2 separate regions of the Mus musculus genome follow, and region 2 is linked to region 1. A link is a contact called in public ChIA-PET data. All regions are on one chromosome and are shown on one strand. The core of a region is the stretch at or near the end of the contact, and the rest is flanking DNA. Distances in the headings are between cores, read along the strand shown.

The links. ChIA-PET counts read pairs in DNA pulled down with a chosen protein or histone mark.
Region 2: a contact with region 1 is called in an RNA polymerase II ChIA-PET map of memory CD8 T cells, with 14 read pairs. The contact joins the promoter of Cd1d1 here to the enhancer-like site in region 1. A contact is called at or near these places in 3 of 39 promoter capture datasets (liver, macrophages and stem cell-derived epiblast-like cells), 1 of 15 datasets of contacts at CTCF or cohesin (the NIH/3T3 cell line), 4 of 115 datasets of contacts at active chromatin or transcription factors (the SCID.adh cell line, effector CD8 T cells, embryonic stem cells and 1 more) and 3 of 9 other capture datasets (adipose tissue, liver and pancreatic islet).

What each region holds. Positions count from the first base shown.
Region 1 is chr3:86,958,613-86,963,122 of GRCm38.p6, reverse strand. No RefSeq gene overlaps it. Among named protein-coding and RNA genes, the nearest start is that of Gm23376, 30 kb to the right of the region's middle. Within about 2 kb of position 1,957, at least 42 of the 459 cell types and tissues checked have an H3K27ac peak or open chromatin away from gene starts, as enhancers often do. A contact at or near this core is called in the SCID.adh cell line, effector CD8 T cells and memory CD8 T cells, where this site is marked.
Region 2 is chr3:86,996,720-87,001,229 of GRCm38.p6, reverse strand. Cd1d1 (CD1d1 antigen) reads left to right here and starts at 1,901. Exons shown (of 6, transcript NM_007639.4): 1 at 1,901-2,038; 2 at 2,325-2,597; 3 at 2,880-3,158; 4 at 3,614-3,892; 5 at 4,444-4,510. The coding sequence starts at 1,978.

The DNA of each region.
Region 1 (4,510 bases), core at 708-3,207:
GCCAGAGTGTGAGCTGGGATATGGAGACAAGGGGGGGTGGGGCAAAAAAAAGAAAGAAAGAAAGAAAAAATTTTCAATTAAAAATAAAGTCCAGGTTCCTTAGACTCCGAAGGGCAGAAAACATCACAGTTAAACGAATGTTGCAGGCCTGGAACAGAAAGCATGGGTTTGCCAGGAGCCTGGAACCATTCTCACCCCGTGTAGAGCACTCCGCAGTTTTTCAGTCAGGCCCATTATGATTCATGTTCATCCTAGCACAAATACAGGTTCATGCCAACACATGCAGAGAGCGTGGCTTGAAAGATTGCTTCTTCAGCCTTTTGCCGGTCCATATGCCAGCCCACGTTTTGTAGGCCTGTGCTATGTGCCCAGAGCTGTTTCCCATTGACAGAATTAGCTTCCCTCCCTTTTGGGTGAACCTGTAACACGAAAGCCTCAGCTTGAAGATAAAACTGATTGTCCTCTTTGAGAAAACAGCTTTCAACAGAAATCACAGTTAAGTGGAAAGGGTTCCCTTGAGGTATAAACTAAAGGTGTGTGTGGGCAAGCCCAGCAATGAAAAATATCACAAATTTAATATTCTATCCTGGGAGGCAGCATCATATCAACTGAATAGCAGCAGTAATTATATTTGACATTATGCCTTTTCTGTCATGATGTGCCACAATGTAAATTAGATTACAGCTTCCTTTTATGTTTTTTATTTTCCTTTCTTTCTTTTTTTTTTTTTTTTTTTTTTTTTCAGTGCTAGGGATCAAATCTAAGGCCACATTCCTGCTAGGCAAGCACTCTACTGAGACTTCCCAAACTCTTTTAATGCACAATCTGTAAATAACTAAGGATGAAGCCTTGTATATTTTTCATTAATTAATACAATTTTGTCCTCAATAATTTCCCCCAAGTTTCCAATGTCATAGGTCCAAGCATAAAAGTATAGAATGGCTGTATAACTCTTGTCCCCACAAAGCTGAGAGGCTACAAAGAAGTCTAAACACACCCTAAAGACCCTCATCATTAGCCCCACGTTTTCTCTCAAGTCTCTATAGACACAGCCAGGACATATAAATATAATAACAAATTGTAAGTCAAGAGAGCTCGTGACTCAGTCACATCACTATCTCTACTGGGAGCTGACTCATCAGCTTAGGTAATAAATAAATAGATAGATAAATAAATAAGAAAGTTTATTGTGCCGGGTGGTGGTGGCCCATGCCTTTAATCCCAGCACTCGGGAGGCAGAGGCAGGCAGATTTCTGAGTTCGAGGCCAGCTGGTCTACAAAGTGAGTTCCAGGACAGCCAGGGCTACAGAGAAACCCTGTCTCAAAAAAAAAGAAAAAAAAAAGAAAAAAAAAAACAAGAAAAAAGAAAAAGGAAATTTTATTCCTTTTATTGTAAATCTGTGGTAGCTATGACAGTTTTTAAATGTCAACTTTTCCCATTTTCCTCACAAAATTTCTCTGTTCTTTCTCCATACCCTTCCTTCCCCAGTTTCCGGCTTTCTATGGGATGAGGATGATGAGGAATCAGAGGCAGGCAGGGTGAGTAGGAAGGGCAAGGCTGAGACTATAACCAGACTTTTGACTACTTTGTGGGTTTCTTTACTTCCACCCTGCCAACCCCCAACACTAGACAGCAGAGGAAGGATGGAGGGGCAAGGGGGAACACTGTCATTAGACTACTTCCTGCTGATGAGGGGCGCCCAGTTCCTTGGGGCAAGTTTGATCTTCTTGTTAAGATATCTAATGTCTTTTTCTTGCCTCTTTGCACACGAATACTTGACAATCCTTAATGAACTGCACCTACCAGCAGGTCAACCAGCCAACAGCTCCCATCTCTCAGTGTCCTAGCATTTATACACCCTCTGAAAAGTTCCCAGAATTCCAAACGTCACACACTTGCAAAAACTATCTAGAGCTGGCGAAACCACGCCCCTGTTAGAGCGTGAAGCAAACCACAGGCGGTTGCCGTGAAGCAGCCCTATAGCTCACACCTGGGATGAAAACGAAACACACTCTCATAATAGTCCTGTGCTTTTAAAGAAACCAAAATTCCCACTACATAAACCTATGCGTGTTAGCGTGTCTGGGTAGGCTTTGAGTAGTCCCAAAATAGGCATAAGGAAGCAAACACAAGTGAAAAAAAATGGTTTTCAAAATGTTCTCAGGGATCCAAGATAAGATAGGAATTCATGTTAAATGGCCTTCTAGATGCTTCATGGGTCTCACCAACACTAGGTCACGTGACAGCCCGATTTCGGGCAGAGCTGTGCTGGGAATGTTCTTATATTTCTTTTCCAAGCACTGTCTAGCAGTAAGAATTAGAAGCAGCTTGCTTAGTCTTTCCATCCTCTGCTCCAGCCGCATCCTAAGTACAGGGGCCGAAGTCAGGACCACACCGCAGGTCTCCTAACTCTCCCTCCCTCTCCCTTCCTCCCTCCCCTTCCTTCCCCCTCCCCTCGCTCTCCCTCTCTCTCCATCTCCCTTTTCCTTCCTCTTTCTCTCTTCCTCTTTCCCCTTCTTTCTCTCCCTCTCTTCCTCTCGAAATCCCCCTTTCTCCTCTTTTCACGTCTATCTTCTAGCTATGAGAGGAAAACTACACACAACATTTTTTGAAGCACACAGTGGCTTTTGATCACACTTCTGGGTTCTTCTGGAAAGGTCTATGACAGATCCAGCTAGAGTTACCCTCAGCCAATTGTTCAGGGATGGTATTCTTTCCACTCCCTCAATTATCTACAAGCTATTTACTGCTTTTGTTACACCTATATTTTATTTGCTTCTCTGTAAAATGAAGATAAAAGTGATTATCCAGCAATAGAAGATATATATACATACATATGCACATATATATGTATATATGTTCTCCAATGACCTCCCCAGAACCTTAATGAGGGAACAGATGATGAAGGAAAGCATGAAGTCTTATCATCCAGTCTCCTCTAAGTGGCTTTTACCCAAGGTCTTCCAAGGCAGTTAAAGGAGAGAGCAATCACAGGCAGAAGGATCCATAAGATAGGCCAAGCTTCAGGAATGGCCCAAAACAGACCCGTGAGCAACTGGACCAGAAGCCCCTAGGGTACAGAACAGGCTACTGTGCAGCTAGGGGGAAAGATTATAGTTAAGAAGCTCAAGACCAAGCCACAAAAAGCCAGGGCACATTGAAGCTCTGTGGTGTAAATGCTGTGGTGGGGGATGGGCTCCTTCCTATTGTACTAGCCTGATAGAAAGACATCTACGCACTGGGCAGACCGCACCATTTAGCCGGTATAGGTCTTGTGACTATGGATGCAATGGAACTGAAGATTCCTGTTTCTGAAAGTGTGTGAAAGGCTCTTCACCCCAGGAAGTGTCAATGCATTGTCTCTTTCTCAGGAAGGAAGGACACACCAGCACTTGGATGCTTCTGTAATCATGACTCCACACGGCAATGCTGATACCTACGGTCTGCGGCTGCATTGCTAATGGCATGGACAGGTGTATTCCCCCTTGCTGCTAGGGTACTATTTCTTTTGGAGATGTGTGTGTATATATAATTTTTAAAAATATATATTAACTTTAAACTGAAACTTTCAAAATCATTAGAAGAATGAAAATGTGATCAGTCTCTTATCTATAATCTCATTGCTAAAATGCAACCTAGTAAATATTCCTGCATAAAGGTCTACAAATATGTTTAATATTGGTGACTATTTAAAACTGCAGATAAACTAAGTCCCCAACAAGAAAGTATTTAAATATGTTTCCAGTGTGTCACAATGTGGACTGGTAAACTCAGTAATAGAGGAAGGAGATGCAACTAAGTGGAAAGTTGATGACACGGTGTGCACACACTAACCTCGAGAGCATGTGTGCGTCGTGTGTGAGTGTGTGTGCTGAGGGCGCTGGCACTTTATGAGACCCTGTGGTTACAACTGCATGAGTTCCCCATGCTGCCTGTTTAGCATGGCGATGACATAAAAGAAGGAGATTGTGTTATCAACACAAATCCTCCAACTTCGTAGCTATGTTATCTGTGTTCTTCATGGTTTTATGTGGACTCTATCAATAGATACGTTACTGTGTCACAGCTACTTTCTACTCCATCTTCGACGACGTTTCCATGACCACTGGGAACATTTACAGCTAGAAAAGTGCTACTAAACACTTACAAAAAATTTTTTTTGGTTTGTTTGTTTTGACAGTTTATACTTAAGTATGATTATGTGTGTATACTAGCTACATACACACATATATACATATTTATATATGTGTGTATGCATATATGTGTATGTACACATATGTGTGTATGTAGATATATATATATACACAGAGAGAGAGAAGGAGAGAGAGACAGGCAGGCAGACAGATAGACAGACAGACCAAAACAAGTTTAATTCTCTACCCAGCTCAGACTGACCCAGCCCTCCCATAGCCCAGTCTGGCCTCAAATACTGCTGTAATTCTCCTATCACTGCCTCTGAGGGCAGTGGTTACAGGTGTAAAGCACCAAGCTGGGCTGTCACTAAATTAT
Region 2 (4,510 bases), core at 652-3,151, 38 kb before region 1:
CTTAGAATCCCACTGCTGTGATTGAAACACCACGACCAAAAGCAACTGGAGAGGGAGGGTTTGTTTAAATTTATGAGGGAGGAGTTGGAGGAAGTAAAGGGATGGAGGGAAATGGTATAAGTTTGTTGTGATAAAAAAAATCATGCTTTTGAACTATAAAAAATAATCATTGTTTTAACCTTTTATTTTTTAACAAAACTTTTCTCAAACTGTTGGGAGCAATATCCAGTAAAATCAGGTCTAGTGGATTAGAGCCACCTCCAGGAGCACAGCCAGGAGGGAGAAGCCTGCCCTCTAGGACTCTTACAACACTGGGGCCCAGGAGAGAAGGTTGGTGAAGGCAGAATGGGAGGAGTCAGGTTAGGCAATGTGATTCTCGCGTTCTGACAAGCCTCCAGCTGGGACAGCGAAGGGGTCAAACTAACATTTCTGTAATGACAAGGCCTATGTGTTAGGAAGAAAGGCCAACAAAGATAGCTGCCGCCCAGTGTGTGGAGATGGGCTGGCTAGCTTTCCAGTCTTTATTCACACTGTCTGGGAAGCTTGAGGAGGCTCTCTGAGAAAATTACATTGGAGTTTGAAGTCTGAGTGGACACTAGGCAGGCGCTTGGAGGTCAGAGGTCCCCAAGGGGTCTATTTGTGCAGAGATCTGAGGAAGAAGCTGTATCTAAGGGACGAAAGCATGTGAGACTTAGAGTAGGGTCCCAAACGATGCTCCAAGGCAAGCCAGAGCATGGGCAGAATGATCCTAGAGGCTATACCGATCAATGATGGGGTTTTTTCCTACCTCGTGGAAGGTATTTCATATAGTTGAAGCAGAAGGTTGCGGTTATGTTAAGGGTAGAGACATAGAGAAGAGGCCTACTTAGGAGACAAGGCAAAAAGACAGAGCAAAGCATACAACGGGGTGACTAAAAAGGAACGAGGAAGATGGTATCAGGATGCTTGCTGCAGGAGTACGATTTACCAAGGATGACTTCTCCTTTCTCACAGTAACTGAAATTTTGAGCAACTGTTTTTGTCACTACTTGTTTTAAGCGTGAGAAGTTGGGAATGGCCCTACAAACTCACAGGCGCGCCCTGTAATCTTACCTCTGTTCTCAAAAACAAGAGGTTCGGTATTTGCGAGTGAGTGGGAAAGACATCTGTCTGCAGGTGTATGGCCCGTGTTTTCGCTGTGCTGAAGCGCTTCGAGGGGGCACATCTCGTCACTTTTGGCTTTTCCTCACATCAGACTGACACAAGTCTTCGATTTTCGCAAATCATGACAGTACAATATACAGAACAAAATAAAAACTAAAAATAAAATATGCCTGTACTCTCCCAAAATGGAGTCGGGGACAGCCAGAGGGCAGGTAAGGCAAGGGAGAAAAGAAACCAGGGTAAGGGGAAAAAGAATCTGACATGGGAAACTGTGGGCATACGAAAGCTATGAAGGAACTTAACCCGCCTAGTCCTATCCTCTCAATGAACCACTAGAAGAATCACATCTATTATTATCATTATCATTATTTTAATGTGATATTTATAGATATCTGGGAGGATCCAAACTTGTAAATGGAGCACCTGCAGACAGCCCCTGCTAGCTAGACCAAAACGTCCCTTCTATTTTTCCCCTTGCATTTTTAATACCATCGGAGTTGTAACCGAAATACAATTTTGTCTTGCTTTCGATATTGAGACGATAGTCTCAACCTCATTCTTTAGTATAACGGAAAGACATTTTTGTTGTTGTTGTTTTGTTTTGTTTTGTTTTGTTTAAAAGTGGTTTGCGTAGCGGTTCTGAGTAAAGCTGCACTCCAACCCTCAACTACCAGGGGGTTTGGCTTTGTCAAAGAGTAATTTACCAATCGTGCCTGCGCGTCCTTCCGGGTTTTGCTGGCTCTGCACCAAAAACCCCAGAGCCTTTGTGTACCAGTCCGGGAGCAGAGTAAAGCGCAGAAGTCGGAGCCGAGGGCTGTGTAGAACTCTGGCGCTATGCGGTACCTACCATGGCTGTTGCTGTGGGCATTCCTACAGGTCTGGGGACAATCTGAAGGTGAGTGAGTAAAAGCGCACACAATCTAGAGAAGGGAGGAAGGGAGGGAGAAAGAGGCTGGCTACAAGCTCTGTGCAGTAGTGGGCGGGTGGAGGTGGGCTTCCCGGCTTGCAACAACAGTGGGAGGAGCAATGTATGGCTGCGGCTCAGGGCTTAGCTCAGTTCAGAACTACACTGAGCCTGCCTTTCCTTCCGCAAGCGCAGCTAAAGCTGAGCTTTTTCCTACTGCAGTCTGTCCTCAGACTGAGCCCACTCGCTAAGTTCTTTCCTTTTCCTTTGTTTCCAGCCCAGCAAAAGAATTACACCTTCCGCTGCCTGCAGATGTCTTCCTTTGCAAACAGAAGCTGGTCCCGCACAGACAGCGTGGTCTGGCTGGGGGATCTGCAGACTCACCGTTGGAGTAATGACTCAGCCACCATCAGCTTCACGAAGCCATGGTCCCAGGGCAAGTTGAGTAACCAGCAGTGGGAGAAGTTGCAGCATATGTTTCAAGTCTATCGAGTCAGCTTTACCAGGGACATACAGGAATTAGTCAAAATGATGTCACCTAAAGAAGACTGTGAGTGGAGGGGTTGGAACCCTGAACCCAGTGGGCAGGAGTGATCCAGACCCCAGCTGGATAACTGTGGGCATCGGGCATAGCTTCTCTTCTCTGTCCACCCTTATGGTTTTACTTCTGTCTAAAAGTAACCCTTGTCCCTTCTAAAAATAGCCCATTTCTGCTCTAGGGCACCATGATCATTTTCCTCAACTGGCACTTAACGATAATCTTCATACCAATTCCTTTCTTCCAAATCCCTTAATCATGAACTCTTTGGTCTCTGCCTACTCCTCCTTACAGATCCCATTGAGATCCAGCTGTCTGCGGGCTGTGAAATGTACCCTGGGAATGCTTCGGAAAGCTTTTTACACGTAGCATTTCAAGGAAAATATGTCGTGAGATTCTGGGGAACGTCCTGGCAGACAGTCCCAGGGGCCCCATCTTGGTTAGACTTGCCCATCAAAGTGCTCAACGCTGATCAAGGGACAAGTGCAACCGTGCAGATGCTCCTGAATGACACCTGCCCCCTATTTGTCCGTGGTCTCCTAGAGGCAGGGAAGTCAGACCTAGAGAAGCAAGGTCAGCTGGCTATTTTCACCCTGGCTCTCCACTTGGATCCATCTAGGTTTTTACATCACTGTCAGCTGTAGAGGAAGGGCAAGGACTAGGAAGAGATGAGTAAGGCCTGTGGGGTTTATTTTCTCACTGACAGCCACTCTTGGGTTCTATAAATTGAGTTAAATAAAACTGGGGATGAAAACTGAGCCATGCCATATTTGAGGCAGGCTGTACCAGCTGAAATTCAGATTGTTCCAGAGTACAGAGGAGGGCTACAGGAGACTCAGATCAGGGAGGGGGGTAGAAGTATCAGGGATGGTCTTCCTAGCCAGAGGGAGACAAATGGATTAAACTAATAGGCAACTTCATCTCCAGAGGTGGACCTGTGGGAAGCATGAACTTGATTGGAGACCTGGAGCCCCTAATATAAAATGTCTTGCTTTAAATTTTTTTTCTTATTCTCTTGATGAGTACAGAGAAGCCAGTGGCCTGGTTGTCCAGTGTCCCCAGCTCTGCACATGGCCATAGGCAGCTGGTGTGTCATGTCTCTGGCTTCTACCCAAAACCTGTGTGGGTGATGTGGATGCGGGGTGACCAGGAGCAACAGGGTACTCACAGAGGTGATTTCCTGCCAAATGCTGATGAGACATGGTATCTTCAAGCAACCCTGGATGTGGAGGCTGGAGAGGAAGCTGGCCTGGCCTGCAGGGTGAAGCACAGCAGCCTAGGAGGACAGGATATCATCCTCTACTGGGGTAAGAAAGAACTGGAGCCTGGGTTGCCAGTGAGCAGAGGCAGCCATCAAACATGGAGCGGGAGTTGAACAGATCTAGATTCAGAAATGAAGCCCCTAACTATTATAGAAGAGCTAGAAGGAGGGAATTCTAGATAAAAAAGAAACCCCAAAAGACTTGAGATAAGATGTTCTCTGTATAAGAAGAAAGAAGACCCAGAAACTGACAAGATCCAGAGGTCAGTGGCAAATAAAGAAGTTTGGGAAGAGCCATTCCCCAGTAGAGAGGACCCAAGGCCCAAGGCATAGCTGCAGTATATTGGGCGTGTCCTGGGTGAGCACTGGACATTTTGCTGCCCCTACTTCCACTTGTCCCTTAGCTTTGAAGCAAGTGTTGTTATTTTGAGTTTAAGAATGAAGACGTTGATGCTAAGATAGGGTAACTACCCAGATTCACACAGTAGCCAGATCCTGATCATGAGAAATGGAATGGATATACTTTAAATTAGAATGGGGAACTTGAAACATGTACTGGTTTTCTGTTGAGAGATACATTGTATTCTTCCAAACCAGATGCCAGGCAAGCACCCGTGGGCCTGATCGTCTTCATAGTACTGATCATGCTAGTGGTGGTGGGTGC